Linked DNA regions of Anser cygnoides: region 1 is linked to region 2. Evidence: chromatin contacts called from public Hi-C data. All regions are on one chromosome and are shown on one strand. The core of a region is the stretch at or near the end of the contact, and the rest is flanking DNA. Distances in the headings are between cores, read along the strand shown.

The links. Hi-C and Micro-C count contacts between places; a contact is called where the count stands out from the background.
Region 1: a Hi-C map of granulosa cells shows a contact between it and region 2, with 2.0 times the contacts expected there. The contact joins the promoter of BICC1 here to the enhancer-like site in region 2. A contact is called at or near these places in 2 of 7 Hi-C or Micro-C datasets (granulosa cells and liver).

The regions. Positions count from the first base shown.
Region 1 is chr7:29,115,289-29,120,903 of Taihu_goose_T2T_genome, reverse strand. BICC1 (BicC family RNA binding protein 1) reads left to right here and starts at 2,794. Exons shown (of 21, transcript XM_048069364.2): 1 at 2,794-3,165. The coding sequence starts at 2,964. It overlaps LOC136791239 (a long non-coding RNA gene), which reads right to left and starts at 2,691. Exons shown (of 3, transcript XR_010832801.1): 1 at 2,167-2,691; 2 at 1,098-1,211.
Region 2 is chr7:29,050,798-29,056,777 of Taihu_goose_T2T_genome, reverse strand. All of the region lies in intron 3 of BICC1 (BicC family RNA binding protein 1), which reads left to right. The region is part of intron 2 of LOC106031671 (a long non-coding RNA gene); the gene reads right to left. Among named protein-coding and RNA genes, the nearest start is that of PHYHIPL, 44 kb to the right of the region's middle. Within about 2 kb of position 2,882, at least 1 of the 3 cell types and tissues checked has open chromatin away from gene starts, as enhancers often do.

The DNA of each region.
Region 1 (5,615 bases), core at 1,545-4,044, 64 kb before region 2:
CTAATGGTGCTTTCTGCTTGAAGACTGTCACTTCTCTTCCTTCTCCATAGGAGAGGTCCTATACAGCTCTAAATTTGGGGGTTCCATGCAGTCCCAAACAGATGTGATTGATTAGAATAAATAAACTGGTTCATGAATCTCCTTTAAACTCTCAGAAGCTATTCCATACAGATGGATACTATACAAGAGACTTTACGTATCATCTGAGTGTGAGAAAAAAACACTTTTCTATTCAGTTAGGCTTTTTCTGAGTTTTGTAAATATTGTATGTGTGTGAGGTGAGGAAAAGAGAACAGGATGAAAAAAGAGGGAGAGAACGTAGCAAAATAGACCTGGTATGCCAAAATGAGAAAGATCCTGTTATTCTTTTCTTTGATCAAGCCACTGGCCACAGAAAAATGGCCAAAAGAAGTTACATATGCCAAAGTCAACTCCAGCTTATGTTCTTTATAGCCATTTGATCTTTTATCTGCCAACTTCCTCCCATTTTCCCCAATTGTGTCCACATTTAATATTATTTTAGCCATTAAAATGTGGTTTCTACTTAGTTTAAGACTTCTGTGCAACAAACGTTTTATTCTTCCACTGCAATATAGTAGAGAAATGAAATGCCATTTATGCAATACAAATGATACTCTATTGAACATATACTACCAATAAAAACTCCTAATCACTAAAAGTGTTTCTTTTTTGGCCATTTATATAGATTTAGATAGGCTTAATTTCATTTTTGGTCTAAAACCGCACCATGAAAGGGTTATTTCTAATTAATAAAAACTGAACTGTGTACATCATTATTTTTAAAGAGATCTTTGATTTATTATATTGTTTACATGGTTGCTGAAAAAATACTGCTGAGTTTGACCATAGCTAATTTAGGAGAAAAAAGTTTCTGTGGCTGTATTGTAGGAACTGATAAAATGCAAGGAAAGGGACCTCCTACACTGAGAATCTGACTGTAAATCTAACTAGTTTATGAGTAGAAAATACCCAAATAATTGTTCTGCTCGGAGGTGCTAAGCACCTGTAGCAGCTGTGGACTGTAATTGGCCTTGTCGACACTCATAACTTCTGAACATTTGGATTGTATAACTCACACATCCTGGCATTCTAGAAAACGGACAAGTCCAGGTGGTGCTGATCTGGGGGCAAAGCAGCAGAACTCTCTGGATATCAACCTGGTTTGATAAGCACCATCTTCACTTTCCCATCTGGAAAAAAAAAAAAAAAAAAAAAGAGGTGGGGCGGATTTATAACTAAACTTCTGAACTGGGAAGAAAAGTACTGTTCTACTTTCAGTCTTCCCTCAGACTGCCTACCACACCGAAATTATCATTGTACTACAAGCAAACTATTATGAAGAGAAATGGAGATCACATTATTTTAAAGACCTATATTAATGTTTTGTGTTATTGTTGTTGGCTTTGGCTGTTTTAATTCCCATGGTCATGAGAAGTACCAGAGGATCGTGTGAGAAGTATGCTGCCTGCAAGCCACTGGCTAGGATTCACAGACGCTGTGAGACCACCAAGAGAATTAAATGCTACAGCTGAATACTATGTGTTTCCAGTAAGACTGCTTCCCCATGTGCATGTAGCATTCAGTAAAAATGAAACCATAGGTGGTGTAGAAATCACAATCATGGTGTTAAGTGGGAAATATGCAAATGACTCAGGGAGTCAAAATGCAAACCTCTGTAAAAATAACCGCATCTTACAACAAGATGTAGAGTGGCTCCCATCTACCTGGAGCATCAGCACAGCTCCTGATGACTTTTAATATCGTCCTTCAGGCTGACGTTAACTGTGAGGTGAGTAACCATCACCTGAGTCCGCTGTAATTTTTCTACTGCTTTCTGGCACGCGTTCAGTAGCGCACTTTGGCCACCAGGAGCCATTTGGCATCACAGCCAGTGCCAGGTCTTCTGTGGATTCTTCCTTTACACCGATACGCGGTTTGGGGCTTAAACTGTTTGTTAAGTGATGCGAACTACGCTGTGGTAAAAACTAACACTTCATACAGAATCAATTGTCCACCATTAGGCCAGCCCCGGGACTCTAGCGTGTAGTTTAACGCAATTATGCCCCAAGGTCAGGGATTTGTAACATTTTTTTTACTTAGAGGATACCATAATGTGAGGTAATTTCTCTGTCTGAGCCTCAGTACCGAAAAGCCACGAAGGTGAAAGCCGTCATCATGTGGAGATGTGTCAGCTTCGCAGGACGGATGCCATTTCCAATACACGCTGACCAACACACGCCGATTCAAACGAAACAAAGGTGTGTTTGTGTCTGCTGCACACACAGACGTGTTGGCTTTGTGTGTGCGTGTTTGGGGGGGGAAGTTAATCAGGGCTAATTTTCAGGATCGCGACCCCGGAGCGCCCTTTCCTTCACCCAGCACCCTGAGGGCGGGCAGCGCGGCCCCTCCGCCCAGGGGCCGCTCACCTCACGGCGGGGCCTGCCCGGGCGAGGGGCGGCCTCGGGGCGGGCAGGGCGGCGGCGGATCTCCCGGAGCCCCTCACACACGGACCGGGCCTGCCACGGGGACCGCCACAAGCCCCGACCCCGCCGGGCTGCCGCCGCCATCGCCTGCGCGGCGCTCGGGGGCGGCATCTCCCCACCCCTCCCTCCCCTCCGCCCCCTCCTCCCGGGCCGCGGACGGGGATATCCCCGGCCCCTCCCCGGCGGGCCGGCGGCGGCCCCATGGAGGCGGGGATGCTGTGCGGGCTGCGGGCGGGCTGGGGGCGCCGCCGAGCCGCGGACGCCGCCGGCCCGGGGCCGCGCACACTCGGCGGGGAGCCGGAGGCAGAGGCGGGCGCGGGCGGCGGCGCCGGGGCCGGGACTCTGGCAGGCGGCGGCGGCTGGGATGAGGCGGGGGGGCGGCTGTGGGGGCAGATAGCGTCCCGCGGGGAGGCGGCCGAGTGGGGCTCGGAGCGGCGGCGGGGGCCGCCCGGCAGCGCCATGGCGGCTCAGTGCGACCCGCTGAGCGGGTACCTGCAGCAGCCGCTCTCCGACCCGGGCTCCAACAGCGAGCGCAGCACCGACTCGCCCGTGCCCGGCTCCGAGGAGGACTCGGCCGGCCCGCCGCGGCCCCTGCACAGCCCGGAGTGGGGCGAGGAGCGATTCCGGGTGGACAGGAAGAAACTGGAGGCCATGCTCCAAGGTGAGGGCGGGGAGAGGCGCCGGGGGGCGCGGGGTGGCCGCGGGGCCGGTCGGCGGGCTGCCCCCGGAGCCGAGCGGAGCCGGGCGCCCGGTGCTGCCCCGTCCCGGCCGGGCGGGCAGAGCAGGACCCTGCGGGGCCGAGGGCGGTGGGCAGGAGGTGCCGGCTCCGTCGGGGTGCCTCGGGCTCTCCGCTTTCTAGGAACGGCCCGAGGAGGCCGCCGTGCCGGGGGAGCATCCCCTGGACGCGGGGCCGGCGGCACTCGGGTTTCCAGCGCGTTTGACTTTTATTTTCGTCCCTCCTCGAGGCTACGTGCTTTGTCGCAGTAACTTCTGAAGGGTCTGCCCCTGGGTGGAAGCTGCATGGGCGGCTTTGGACGAATGGTTTGGGGATGGCGCTGAGCGGTTCAGCTTTTGGACGGAAGGCGCCGTGGCGGTGGCTGAGGGAGGGCAGGGGCGAGCTGTGGTACCTCGGTGCTGCGGGGGGGTGAGCTGCGGGAAGTGTCAAAACAGAACCAAACCCTGAGAAATATTTCGCTGTTTCTGACGTGGAAGGGGCTTCGTTGGGCGGCTGGGAGCTGTGAGTGCCTGGCTCTGCCCTGCCAGGGGAGGGAAGGGTGCCGGGGCTCCCCGAGGAGCAGCGGGCGAGTTGGCTCGGCCACCGAAAGCCTGAGCTCTGGCTCGGTGACCGCGGCCTCTGGAATTTTTTAAAATGAGATTCTGTCCCCTGGGGGTGGGTTAATCTGTAATCAGCTAATACTGTGGAACTGGTAGAGAAACCTCATTATGTAATGCAAGTAAAGAGTAAGGACTTCTGAGAAAAGCCTGTCCTAAGCAGAAACCGCTTATAAAGATGCGCTCATCAGGAGCCTCTCAGACTTAAGAGGCACATGGATATTGAGAAGAAAAAGTATTAGCGTGTATGAAGAGGCAGGGAAAAGGGTCAAAAGTTACAAAGTGCCGCAAGAAGACCAACGGTTGCTTTAACATTTTCCTCTACTAGTGAAATAAATTTCCATTTTCTCATCCCGCACACAGTCTGTCTTTCTGCTGCCTGAGGTAGTGAGCGTGTGAGGGTAAACAGAGCTCCTGAGCAGAACCCAAGGCCTGTGTAGGTTGGGGCATCCAGCAGGAGCCAGTGGCAAATGAGGCACTCCTTGCTTGCTCCTGTTTTTGTTTTTTTTTCATCTCCTCATAAGAGGTGAGTAAGAAGCCTGACAGCACACTGAGTAAGTGCGGGCAGAATGCTGCGTGTTTGGGGGAGATGCTCTGTGTCCATCGCAGACATACATGCTTCAGAAGGTGGTTTGAGGGATTTTTGCATCTGTTTGCTTGTTTCTTGTGTGTGAAGAAAAGCACATGTTGAATGCAGCATCATCTGATTTATTAATTTAGAGTGAAAACCTAAACTTTCTGGCTTATGGGTAATGCAAAAAACAGATTTATTAGGAAATATAAAAGAGGCAAACAATAGTTCGTTCTATCAGAAAACGCCAAACTGTTTGTTAAACATTTGCTTTCAGTCTTCCTCTCATTACTATACAAATTTTTTACCTTATGTCTTGACTTCGTTCCAAGGGAGGTTTTACTTCTCCTTTTTTTGTAGAGGAATAAATGAAGTACTGAGCAATGTTGCCAGTCACACGGGATGTTGTGAAGCCAGGTCTGTAAATGGTACCCAGAAGTTGCAGGTCAGTCACGTTACTGATTACAAGCCACAGTTGATTTTTTTTGAGCTTTTTTTTTTTGTGGCCATCTTTTGGAAGCATAGACTTTGACTCACCCCTTGGAGGAAAGGAATGGTGGAAGAGAATCTGTATGCTATCTTCAAAAATTCAGGAACTCTTATTGGAGAACTCATAGGGTCATGTTTCCTATTGTTTCTAATTCTGTATTTTTCACTGGAAGGTCTTAATGTGAAGAAATGACACTGCAGAAGGGAGTCATCTTTGTAGTCTTAAGTGGCGATGGCCAGATTTTTGATTTCCAACAATTAACCAATTTTTTGCCTTTTTTTTTTAATCTGAGCTGGTGTAAATACAGTTTCTTGCTCATATTGGATCTACTCTTTTGGTTTGACCAGCTCTTAGAGAGCAGGTTTATGCTCATGAAAGTTACTTTTTAAATTATTTTAAAATATATGGCTTGTTCAGGCGTTCACAGTAGCTTTTTTATGTTATATGAATGTGCAAATACAACATCTTGAGTTAAGTTGTCATTAAAGCCAAGTTTTAAACAGCATCTATTGAAGAAACCTGTCATATGTTCTCCTTGCTCGGGGAACCCTTGGTGATTTTCTTGTTTGTTTTTTTTCTACTAGTTAATATCTGCTGTTCACTATACTGATGAAGAAATATACAAAGGGGTAAGCAGTAGAAAGAAATAGAAGAAGCTTACTGTTAGGCTTTGTGTTTCTGCTGTTTATTGAATTCTATTATTGCCTTACTAAATTTT
Region 2 (5,980 bases), core at 1,633-4,132:
TTGTTATCAGCATCTGCTTAGTACAGGATTAGAAGCAAACATTTCTGTCGTAGAAGAGATTTCTGTTGGATTTTACAGAGGAAAAGCTAAGAGATGTTTTTTTTGGCATAATTTTTGCTCCTTCCTCTTCTGCAATTTTAGTTCAACTTGAATCACAGTCAGCTCAAAATGAGTGCTTGGTAAGTTGTGTTTGAGTACTTAAATTTAGGTTCCTAAATGTGTATCTGAAAGTGGTGTCCTTTGCTGCTCTGCTCTCATCTGCTGGTAGGGAAAAGGAGTGAGCACTGAGCTGGGGCTGGAGAGAGCGTTCCTTGCAGGTGGGGATTCTCCATGATATTTTGGCATTTATTAGTTTCCTTCACATTTTATTTCGCATCCCCAGCAACGTATGGTTGCTACCTCAGTGTCACAACTAGTGTGCTGCCATTAACAGTGCCTCAATGCTTATAAACGAGCAGAGAATGTTCTGCTGTCCTGGCTGTGGGTGTCAGGGTACCCAAATTTGCTGTGTTAGTCCAACCAAGGCGGTTACGTGCAGCTGTCCAGCAGTGCCTCCCCTGGCCTTTTGTGGCCTTTGGAGGTGCAGAAAAGGTCAGGTGCAGAGCACAAGTTTGGAGATCTGTGCCTCACCTAAGGAAGGTGGGACTGCAGAGCTGAATGAATTAACTGGGACTTCTGGGAGATGCAGAATTTTGTGTTTTGTCACTGAGAAGTTTCATTTTGAAAAGGTTTTGAAGTTTCAAATCTTCTCTTCCTGCTATTGTATTGAGCTCATTCTCATTGCTTTCTGACCTTCTTCATTTTATTTTTTTAGCGGGAGGGTAGAAGTCTACCTGAATAGCAAGGTACATAAGAATGTAACTAATTAAAATATAGACATTATCTTGTGCTCAGCATTGGCATTCAGGAATTGCAACCCAACCAAGGCAGCTTGCTGGTGCTAGGTCATAGTTTAGAGCTTCTCTCAAGCAGCATCTTTGACTTGTAAGTCCTTTGCTTGCAGATGACTTTGACTCCTTCGCCTGGTGGTAGCAGTAAACAAAAACAATTTTGGCTGAATTTTGTTAGAGTAAAACAATTTGAAAGCAGCTTCTTGAATATGGCATAACTTCATTATTGGTTGAATTCTCAATGTTTACTCTTTGAATTTGACTATACTTGAGAGCTAGAATTTTGACTTTGACTTTTCTGCATTGAATGGAAAACTTGTCTTCTCCCACAAATATTTAGACAGCTAAACTGTAGGGACGATTTCCAGCTGTTTTATGTTGTTTGTCCACAGCTGTTGCTCTGTGTTTTCCTAGCTTGAATTGACTGGACAGATTTGTAGGGGATGCTAGAAAGGGGTTTTAATTTTTTTTCCTGCTGTAGACAAACAATTAGTGGAAAACTAATGCTGGAAGGTTTTTACTTTAAATGGGGAATGCAGAAGGTGGAGAAAAAAAAAGACTGAGTTTCTCAAGATCTCAGATGAAACAGCTGCTGCCCCCACCTGTTCTCTACCTGAAGGCCCAAATTTCTTATAGTTCACTATTTTCTACTCAGAATTTGCCAGGAGTGACAGTATCTGTGTATTTTGTCATCTGAAACGTGCATGCATGCACACAAAATATCCGCTCCCTCTTCCTTGGGGATTGCTGTCATCAGGCTGAGAGAAGAAGCTAGATAAGTTCTGCTCTTTTCTGTCTTTATGATGTTTGGCTTGTGAGTACATTGAGGGAAAGGATCTTAGTAGTTTCAATAGCTCTCCAAGTACTCACCTTACATACTCACTGCCTGCCAAGCTTCCTAAATTAACCGATAGGCTACCTGCTGAACAGCAGTTTAACTATGGTTCCTCTTAACACAGCTTTGTAAATGGGTAAATATTTTCCTGAATGTGTTGCTAAGGCTATCAGTACATAATTGACTTAAAGATTTAAAGCAAGTCTCTTGCTGACACTGTGTTTATTGTTTGGAATGCCAGATTAATTACAGCATGTATTGCAGGCTCTGTGTTATGAGCTGCATCTGCTTTTTGTTAACTTTCTCCATAAATGAGAAACTGTCAGTGCAAACTGTTTCTCATATTTTGAAGAAAAATCCTCAAACCCTGTAATTGTGTACTTTAAAAATTAAAGAGCAGTTGTGTTTAGATCACAAGTTCGTTTATTTCTTTTGTTTCTGGAGGAGCTGACCCAGGCATAAATGACTCCTCCCTGTTTTGCAATAAATAAATGAACAGAAGAGACTGTCCCAGGCCAGGCGAAACATGGCCACGGGAGTTCATGTCAGTTCTCTTCGATCAGAGCAGTTTGACACTCACAAATCCACAGCATCCCCTGAGCCAGCAGCTGGCAGCACATAGTTCATTTACTGGAGCTATTTATGCAAGCCTCCAGCTTGCTGCCACTTCAGAAAGCAGACAGATCGATTAATGCTCCCCCCTTTGTGTGCAGTGTAGGTGACAACTGAGAAACCTTTTAAAGAAAATCACATTTGCTGGAGTCTTTTATCTTGTTTGTGGTGAAATTGTTGGGTTTCCGTGCTCACTGCTTATCCTCTATCTAGTACTGCTTCTACACAAAAATGTGAGATGAACTAGCATTATTGGCTCAGAGAAACATACAGTACTTTCTGGTCACATTTATAAATGATCTACGAAAACAAACTCTAAGCAGTGAGCAAGGCAACAGGTGGGAATGTTTGTTTCCTTTTTTTTAAAAAAGGAAGCCCAAGAACTTTAGGTAATTCTACAGAGAAGTTATTTGAACTGTGGTCATTTCTGTAAGAAGAGTAGGAACAAAGTTTTAGGCTTTTCTGTTTTTGCTCAGGGCTTGCTGTGTGTTGTGGTGCAGAACAGCAACTTGCTTATACTTGGGCAGATAAGGCAGAGCCAAAATACAAGCACAGTTGTGTTGTGAAGGGAATTATCAAGGGCCTCAATGTCCAGTAAGGGCGCTTGGCAGTAACTGTGGTAAAACTAAAAATTTCAAGCCCTGGAATGTGGTAATACGAACTCATATTATTGTAATTAAATTACTCGGGGATACAAAATTGTCACAATCTTTCAGCTGAAATTGGCATTAGCTTATGTGTTGTTCTTGGATTTATTTTTTTTAGGACTTTCTTGCCCTTAGCAGGTACCTGGCAAAGTGCTCTATACTGTGTGTACTTGTAAACCAGAGTCTGACTGGTCTTCTCTGTGGCCCCATCGTTCTATTTGAACTCAGATTTGGGGCACGCAGAGATAAGAGTGAATTTGCTGAATTTGACATTGCATAGGTGCAGGAGATAAATTTATCAGAGGTGAGTTTTATAATTGGGCTAATGCTGGAGACAGGTGGACAGAAGAGATGCAGAGCAAGTTCATTGGAACAGCTCAGGTCTGGTTGGCTGATTTAAAAGCTAAGACTTGACATCTGCCTCAGGTAATTTTTTTTTTTAAGCAAAGCCTGGAAAAATTACCCTCAGAGAAACAGCATAAGCAGTGTGTTGTTTACTTGCTATGAACTCCTTGTTAAACAGAAGAAATTTCAGGGAGGTCATTGGTCTTCAGAATATGAAGGTTCACTTCCCATATCAGGGGTACCCTGCCTGTCATTTTGCAGAAAATTTAGTATCTATAAATAAGAATTACTTTCTAATGCAAGATTTTCAACTGTTACAGTGCCACACAAATATTACTGTGCTAAAAACAAAGAAATGGCAGATAATTATGAGATGAGAATGTGTAATTTGCCATTTATGTTAAAAATTCTCTGTATAAAAGCATCCTGAAGCTTTCAAAAGTCAGAAATAATTGCCACTAAATTACTTTTCTTTCCTGATAAGACCCATCATAGGTGGCTTTAGGGGAAGCAGTGTTTCCACCTTCCTTCTGTCTAATTTAATCTTTTTTTCTTTGTGGAGATTAGAGCCTGCATAGCAGTAATTCGTGGAAGAACGTCTCCAGCTATTATATTATCACGTTGGCTTTAAAATAAAAGCACCCAGTGATTTTAAAATACATATTTTAAAAAGTCATAACTATTTTTGAGTCAAATTTTATATGCTATAACATTACCATAATTTTAAAATACATATTGATATTACATTTCAAATTTCAAACTCAATATTTAAAAATGTAATATGTAGCAATAACTTAACTTTGCGCATTGGAAATAAAATGATTGCCACCTTACAATTTTGTAAAAGGATTAAGGAGGTTTTTCTTCCTTAGCATATAGATAGATTGTAAGCAATGTAATTTGTATCTGATAGGTGAGTAGATGAAATTTGGGCACCGAACGTGTTCTGTTTGAACTTGAGTTTGTTTTTATGAATCTACTAAAATGTCAAGTCAGTATTAGACAGTGGACTGTTAGACTGGAGCTTTGGGTTGTCAGGGATATAAGAACCCCCCTGCACTGTGCTGCTGCTATTCTGCATTGTGCATGCTCTGTGCATCGATGCAGTGTAGGCAGGTGATATTAATACAACACACACTAGGGTTTATGAGCAATAAACTGCTGACATTTTTTTAAAAACAGTCACTTTTCTCCCCTATAATAAAATTTACTTAAATACTGTCTCCAGCATTAGCTCATCAGGACACGTCTCTATTCTCCTGCACTCACAGAGGCTGTTTGCTGACCCCACTGGAGTGCCCTGCTCCTCTGTGGGATGCTGCATCTTGTCACTGTACTTCAGGTTGCTACTGGGCAGCTGGTGGAGTGCTCCGCGTCATGCGTTTATCTGTGTTTGGGTTGGGGTGAGAGGTTGGGGTACTCTTTGAAAGGCCAGCACGCTCATAATGCATGACCTGACTGCCTTGCTGCAGCTTGAAATATGAATCATTTCCATGTACTTCTTGTAGCTGCTGCTACCTAGCTCTCAAGAAAATTGTTCAAATGTTTTTTTTGTGTTGGACTTGGCATTGCTCTCATTAAGGAGAGGGTGGGAAGATCCTTACAATGTTCTGCAGAAACGCAGATGAAAAGAACTTTTAAATAACTTAAACCTGGAAAGGGAGACTTGTGCTTTTTGCACTGTCGAAATATCATACTAACAGAAGTGATAGAGTATTTGTAATAGTAACCAAAAATAGTACCTTTAACTATCTTTGGCTTTAGTCACTAAGTGCCCCATGCAGTGTCAAGAACCAGCTCATTCCATCTTTCTGATACACTTTTATTTTATGTGGATTCTCAAAGGAGAGTTCTGTTTGTCCTGTTCACGCAGGTGTAACCAGTGCAGTATTCTTTGCTGGAAGGCTGGCTGCATCCTCCTGTTCCAACCACAAAATTAATGCTAATGCTGTATCCCAACAGTTGTGTAAGACAGAAATTGCATACTGGAATGCAGTCAGCTAGAGCATAAGGCATTAAAAGGAGCAGCATTAACCAGCAGGCATAAAGATGCAAAGTAAACGTAGTTGGATTTGGATGTGGGAGAATTTGCAAAGCAGGTTGAGTCTGAGGCTAGCATTTAGGCTGACAAGTCAGGTGTTACAATGTTTTTCCCTTTTTATTTAGCAAAGCATGGCCAGGATTACTGTTTTTTGCAAGTATGTGTGTATAAAATCTAAAATGATTTCCAGGCTTATACATCAGAATTATTACCTTGAATTTGACCATATGTGCAGTGGAAATATAATGGTGGTGTCTTTCATAGTATTAAATTTAAGAGATGACTTAAATTCCTAATTTTTTTCCTCCCTTTATTTCTTATTTTCTTTCCCAAGCATTGTGGGTCTGCATTTGTGCTTTGAGATACAATGGCAACAGACATTTAAGTAATGAGCCATGACTTCATTGGTTCCATGCTGAAAAAATAAGGCATAACAGACTTGTGTCCTGCTGAGAGACTGCCTTGCTTGGGCTGGCTTTTTAGGGGAAAGGCTGAAGAACAACTAACTGTCCAAGAAGTAGCAGTATTGATGGCCTGGGCTGAATGCATTTACAAAATGTCCCTAAAAATGATGTTTAGAAAAAGTAAAATAAGGAATTTAATGGTAAGA